Linked DNA regions of Macaca mulatta: region 2 is linked to region 1. Evidence: chromatin contacts called from public Hi-C data. All regions are on one chromosome and are shown on one strand. The core of a region is the stretch at or near the end of the contact, and the rest is flanking DNA. Distances in the headings are between cores, read along the strand shown.

Evidence for each region. Hi-C and Micro-C count contacts between places; a contact is called where the count stands out from the background.
Region 2: a contact with region 1 is called in a Hi-C map of liver, with 2.5 times the contacts expected there. The contact joins the promoter of ACBD5 here to the promoter of MASTL in region 1. A contact is called at or near these places in 6 of 14 Hi-C or Micro-C datasets (CD4 T cells, blood, cortical neurons and 3 more).

The regions. Positions count from the first base shown.
Region 1 is chr9:28,466,745-28,470,277 of T2T-MMU8v2.0, forward strand. MASTL (microtubule associated serine/threonine kinase like) reads left to right here and starts at 1,393. Exons shown (of 12, transcript XM_077946061.1): 1 at 1,393-1,475. YME1L1 (YME1 like 1 ATPase) reads right to left here and starts at 1,345. Exons shown (of 19, transcript XM_002805592.4): 1 at 1,139-1,345. The coding sequence starts at 1,171.
Region 2 is chr9:28,548,639-28,552,060 of T2T-MMU8v2.0, forward strand. ACBD5 (acyl-CoA binding domain containing 5) reads right to left here and starts at 2,078. Exons shown (of 14, transcript XM_077946067.1): 1 at 2,026-2,078; 2 at 1,332-1,416; 3 at 267-422. The coding sequence starts at 342.

The sequences.
Region 1 (3,533 bases), core at 143-2,642:
TCTAGCCACACTAGCCTTATTTTGGTTCCTCCAACCTGCTAAATCGTTTCCTAACTCAGGACCTCCAGGTATTTTTCTGTATGCCCGTGATACCTGTTCACTCTTCACCTGGTTAAGTCCTAGTCATATTTACTTCATATCAATATTAAGAGAAGATTCCACATTTGCTTTGCTCACCTGGTACATAACTGATGCCCAATAAACAAGCAGCTGCTTCAGTTCGTTAGCCAATACTAGCACAAAAAAATTAAAAATTCTTAAAATGAGGGGGAGTAAAAGTTACACAAAGGAACACAATCATATGCTTAAACCAAGAACCTGAGTGTCGATTTTCTTAAAAATTATTAAAAAAAAAAAAACTCAACGTTTTAAAAACTATTTCTTTGCAAAACTGTAGGAACTCTCAAAAAATCTATTAAAATGTTACCATCAAAAAAAGAGACTGGAATGAAGCAAGAATAAAACATTGTCATAAGTGACTGCCCATCAAAGAGCATACTGAAAACCCTTGAAATCATTTTTCTCTTCACTACCTTTTGTTTTACAAAACGATGAGGATGAGGCTGAATCAAAATTTTAACTGCAAACAGTTTACGACTCGAAAATACACGTTATTAGTTACTTCTGGTCAAAAAGAGAAAACTTGCAAGGCTGGCCATTCGAATTATTATACCATGTTTGGGTTAAATTTAAATTCCATTTAAAAAGAAAGAAAGAGCACGGGACAGGGGCTGTGAACACTAAAGCCACTAGAAAGTCGGAAGAAACGGGAACATTACCTGCTCCCTTTACATGTATGGTAGAGACATTTCCCCAGCCCCCACCCCAGAACGCCAGACACTGAACAATGCCGGACGGATTCTCTAGCAGAAATTCCACGCCATCAGTTCGGTAAGCCAGGGTCTCTCTCCATCACGCTCACATCCCGCCTCTGCCCCCAACAGCTTCATCGTCAGCCCTGAAGTCTCGGGCCCACTCTCAGCGACGTCCCCTGATCCACTCCTCAATCCTGGGACGCGCACTGAGTTCATCACTTCTTTCCTAGAGTCCTTTCTGAGAAATCGCTTCCAAGAGCGCAATTTGCAAACAGCCACGGGCAGGACGGGAGGGAAAAAAATGGGGTGAATGCCGCGCTTACCTGGGGTTGCACCGTGCTCGACAAGGAAAACATCTCCTGCGGGCCCTCAGCGACCTCACCCGCCTGCCGAAACTGTGCCCCTCTGTCGACGGCCCGGCGGGGAGGCGCCGAGCCCTTCTTTTTACCTTTTTCTCCGACCCGTTGCCCCGCACTCCTCCCAGAAACGGAAAATGGCCTCCCCTTCCTACAGCTACTGCAACGACAGACAATCCGCCCCGGAAGGTGAGGCGCAAACGCAACACTACTTCCGGGGCAAGTGAGTGCCCACACGGCCAAGTTCCTGAGCGTTCTTTCCCGCGGAAGTAGTTGACATTTACAAGGAACAGCGTCCCCAAAGGTCTTTAGCTGTTTTTTAACGAGAGAACAGCCTTTACCCTCTTTAGACTTTTCCTTTTTTTTTTTTCTGGAGACGGAGTTTCGTTCTTTCGCTCAGGCTGGAGTGCAGTGGCGCGATCTCGGCTCACTGCAACCTCCGCCCCCCGGGTTCAAGCGATTCTCCTGCCTCAGCCTCCCGAGTAGCTGGGATCACAGGTGCCCGCCACCACGCTCGGCTAATCTCCTCTTAAGACTCTCTACAGCTTCCTTATGAAATCTTCTGACTGGGCGCTGAGCAATAAGGTCTTTCACTACAATTTCGTGCTCTTTTCCTCACACTAAATCGAAAACTCTCCCTGTTGGTTCTGATCTGTTTCAGTCAGGCAAATTATATCCTGGGAAAACGTCAGATTACAGGGGCGGCCACCCGCTTCCTGCTCATCGTTTCTCCACATTCTGTGCCTTCACTAGCTTCCAGACCTCAGCCCTGGCTTTCGCTTTACTGTACAGTCCGAACTGGTTTCTACGCCTCGCGGGGGTGGGGAGGTCGTGTATGCGAGGAGGACCGCTTCCCACCAGCCTCGGTGGGAAGCCGGGAGAAATGTTTTCAAATCCTGCGATTCAGTGAAGCCCCAGTCGTCCCTTTACTGTCGGCCCAGAACTGTCTATGCCTCCTCCCTCATGAGGAATGACGTCAATAGTGCCGCAGTCGCGCCCACGACTAGTGTACTGCCGGGGACTCTGGGCTTTCCCGACGCCCCCTCCCTCCACGTCTGCGTAGGGGAGGTGACGGGGGCGGGGCACAGCGGCGCTGTGACGTCACGGCCGCGCGCGGCGTGGGCGGAGCCTCACTTTGAACCCAGTTGGCGGGAGTGGCTGCTGGGCGGGGGGCCGCGGCCGCGGGACCGCTGTAGGCTGGCTAGCGATGGAGCCCACCGCGGGAAGCAAGAAGGAGGCTGGAGGAGGCGCGGCGACCGAGGAGGGCGTGAATAGAATCTCGGTGCCAAAACCGCCCTCCATTGAGGAATTCAGCATCGTGAAGCCCATTAGCCGGGGCGCCTTCGGGAAAGTGTATCTGGGGCAGAAAGGCGGCAAATTGTATGCAGTAAAGGTAGGAAGTCAAGGAGGAGCAAAGGAAGGGGTCAGGCCCTTCGGCCCTCCTTCCTGCCCCCTGGCTTGGGCAGGCCCCGGGGCCGCTGGAGCAAGGAGTCTGGGTGGCCTTGCTTGCCTGGCTTGCTGAAGCCTTCAGAGCCCTGCAACATCCGCGATCGGGTCGGGTGTCTCACCTCTGTTCCGCCCTTCCCTCCATATCTCGGATGCCCAGTAGTTTGACCCTCTTCTCCCTTCCCAGCGTTAGCAAATGAGGAAACTGAGGCCAAAGGCAGAGGGACTTGACCGAAGTGATTACATCGGCCTTAGTACAACAGGGACTTAAAGCCAAAGCCGTGATTCGTAGTCTCACCCGTGCTTCGGTTAGGTTTCTAAATCCAAAAGGTTTTTAGTAATTAGTGGTTTTGTTTACCTTGTTTGTTTGCTTTGACGTGCAGAATCGCTGAAATTTTTCTACCGCAGAAGAGTGATTAATTTGTAGGCACTGATAACTTTTTGACTCTTAACCAGGAGAAAGATGTACTCTTTTCTGATAAGTCTTTACTAATTTTTTTTTAAAGACAGTCTTTCTCTGTCCCCCAGGCTGGAGTAGTGTGGCGCGATCCCGGCTCCCTGCAACCTCTGCCTCCTGGATTCAAGCGATTCTCCTGTCTCAGCCTCCCGAGTAACCGGGATTACAGGCGCGCGCCACCACACCTGGCTGATTTTTGTATTTTTTTGGGTAGAGATTGAGTTTCGCCATGTTGTTTTCGCTATGTTGACCAGACTGGTCTGGAGCTCCTGACCTCATGTGATCCGCCCACCACGGCCTCCCAGAGTGCTGGGATTACAGGTGTGAGCCACCGCGCCCGGCCCTGTTACGAATTTTTTTTTTTTTTTTTTTTGAGACGGAGTTTCACAGTGAAGTGATCTCAGCTCACTGCAACCTCCACCTCCCAGGTTCAAGCAATTCTCCTGCCTCAGCCTCCCT
Region 2 (3,422 bases), core at 828-3,327, 83 kb after region 1:
ACCCAAATCCGCAGTCATTAAGTGACAAGACTTCTGTTTTCAACAATATGAACTACTTAAAATCTGGATATTATATTTTTCTCCGGTTTGGAAGATCAAACGTTAATTAATTCATATTCAATAGCTCCCCTTCCACTACATGGCTCCTACACGGAAAAAAAAGTAGGCTAAATAAACAACACTAGAACCAAAAAGTGAAAAGAGGTAAGCCGGGGCTTCGGGGCTCTCTGCAGCAGACGTCTCCAGCCGGGGCCCAGCGCACGTACCATTCTTCGGCAAACTCTGGATCACCTTCACTGCCGCCTCAAACCTGGTCTCGTGCACGGATCTCGTGTCCGCCATCTCCAGCTGCCAGCGTCTGCCCCGGTCCCAAGGTCTGTCGGCGGGAATCAGGCAGCAGCAGCACCAGCTTTCCCAAGAGCCTGCATGAAACTGGAACATGGAGCGCAGCCGCGGATCAACATGCCCCAAAGGGAGGAGGCCCGGGAGCGAAGCGGGTCAGTTTGTTCCCCTTTGCCCTGCCCTATCCAGGCCACACGGATCGAAGCGGCCAGGCTCCTTCCTCCTCCCCCGGGGCGTGACTAAGGCCACAAATCCGGCCCGCGACGACAGCAAAACAACTCACCGAGAGGAAGAGCATGTCTAGCAGAAGACAGAGGGGGTCCGGGCACCGGTAGCCGCGGAGCCGCTCTCCCACCCTGGGGACCCTGGCGGAGCAGCCACACCCCCCATTCCGCTGGAGTCCGTCTGTCAGTCCGTGCCCTCCCCACAGCCCCGCCCCAGAGTCACCGGAGGATCCACTGGCGTCGCCGCCGCAGCGGCAGTGCGCAAACCCCACCCACTCGACCCGCCGCCGCGGCGAGGACGCGCGCGGTCCGTCTGTCCCCAGAGGAGGGTCCGGGAAGCGAGGAAAGGAGGAGAGAGAACCTTCCAGGGGGCCACAGTCCCGGCTCGGTGCGGGGAGCACCCTGTGCGCACTTTTGTTCAGAAGGGGGAAACCGAGGCCGGACCTATGTGTCCGCTCTGGCAGCCGGGTGGACAAAGTGCGCGCTGGGGATGCGCGGTTGGGTTCTGCGCCTGGGCCCAAAGCTGCACTCGACGGCACCGCTGGGCAACAAAAATGACTCTGCGGTCCCCAGCGCCTGCACTCTCCTAAGTTAAGGTTTGAGGAAGGTAATGGGGCCTAAGCAAAGGGCTTTAAGTCGGGGCAGGTTCTGTGCGAAACTCCAGTACTGCCATTTAAATTATGTGACCTAGGGCAAGTCACTTAGCCTCTCCAGTGGCAATCGTGACACCACTCTAAAGGGTAGATGGAGAAAAGCATTGGGGACCTTGGATGGAGGTGCTCAGCAGTCCTTGGCCCGCAGGTCTTCGACAGTTTTCGCCGCCCTGAGCCAAGAACGTCCGAGGAGCAGCCTAAGGAGAGGGGAGGTCGTCGGCTCCTAAACTGGGCTGGGACGGAGGGCAACTTTCCCCTCTACTGCCTTTTCCACCCAGCCCCAGGGAGCCAGGCACCTCCCGCCGGATTTTATAGGAGACTGGGCTTGGGGACGGCCGGGCACAGTGGCTCACGCCTGTAATCTCGACACTTTGAGAGGCCGAGTGGGGAGGATCGCTTGAAGCCAGGAGTTCAAGACGAGCCTGGGCAATATGGCGAGACCCTGGCTCTATTTAAGAAACCAATAATTAAAAAAAAAAAAAAATTAAAAATAGGATACTGGGCGTGGAGGGAGGGGCCAATAACAGTATGGGTCGTCAATCCTAGATAGGGGGTACCCTGGGCCTTCAACTTACTAGCGCAACCCCCAGCGTCCTTAGGCATTTGGGAAGTGCCGCAGGCCCAGCGTTGGTGGGGGGACTGACTAGGTTGTGAGGGGTGGAGTCCTGGGGCCCGGAAATCCCAAAGTCTCCCGGATGGAAGAGTCGTTTTTGTCAGTTCGGGGATGGGTTAGGAGGGTTACTAGTAAAAATCTAGGCGCAGATCGTAAGTTACTCTTCCCTCGGAGCCGCGGCGCCGGCATTTACCTTGGTATTGCCGGGCAAGGCCTGTCCGGTAATGTCCCCGACGCCCGCCCCTCGCCCTGCCCCGCGGGCTTATGGGAAATGTAGTCCTCCGCTCTGCCGCGCTTCCGGATACCTCCCAGCGGCGGGCGGTATTCCTGCTAGATCTTCCGGTTCGGCGTCTCTGTCCAGGCGACGCAGCCGCCGTGCGACGGAAAGCCCTCCTTCCTAGCCGGTTGCATTTCGTGCTACCTCGAAATGCCACATCCGCTTCTTCCAGCTTAGCGGACAGTCGCTCAGTGGTGTCTTGAGACTGCGGCGGTGTCTGGAATTGCGGCTTCTCCAGCGCCCTCCGGAGGCTTTGCTTCGGGTTCGTCTAATACAACACAGGGGGAATCATTTGATCGTGAACGTTTCACGTTTCTTTGTCTTCAAAAATGAAGAGGACATTTTGTAAAATTACCACACAAAGATGAGGAATAGATTAGAGAACCAACTTGGGGTTGTAAATACTAAATAATTCCAAATGGTAATGTATGAGTGGCTAAAAAGCAGTGACACCTAACGCGTATTATTTTATTCCATAAAAGGAACAAACCTAAATTGAAGAAATATTCATTTCCCCCTTATTGGATTTAATAGAATCCTTTTCATTTTTAATGGGAAATAATAAATGTGACCTATAGATGTTTCAGTTGTTTAAATCGCCTTCTTTAGGGTGATCTCTGATGGGATTGAGGAAAATGAGCGGGTTTGGGGTTATCTTGGCCCAAAGTCCAGTTTGGATTTGCCGTTAGTTCACGGTGTGACACCGTCAAGAAACAAGCTCTGAAAAATTTGGTTTTCTCCGATAAAGAATGTGAAATTACCTAGCACGTAGTAGCCTTCAATATTTTTGTATTTCCTCTTTTTTGATACTTAGCTGAGCAATAAATATTGGACAGCAGTACGAGGGAAGGATCTGAATCAGGCAAGGAGGACGGGCACTGCCCAGGAGGAAAAAGCAAACAGGAAAGTGTGCTGAGCAGGTGCCTTGGCGAGGGAGAGAGGGAACGGAAATGTCTTCACACACCCCCAGAAAGAGAGAGAGAGAGAATGAAGTTTCTGTCTCTTACGTGATGTGTGAGTGGATGGACAGATTGTCCTCAGCTTTAAGGGCAATTCAGGGTGATCTGTCTTAAAATCGACGCTCTGTGGAATGAGAAAAATGCGCTCTGCAGGCCATGCCCACTGCGTGTGCTGGGAGGCTCTGCTACATCAAATGGGCAGATGCGCCGTCTCCACAGAGGCCCCAAGCCTGGGTGTGAGCCAAGGCTGCTTCGAACATATCCGCTATCTAAGGTGAGTCCCAGCAGGGGTCATTTATTTAAGAACCCTGGTGCTTTCCATGGTTGATTTGCTGGTAAATGACAGATGTGAGT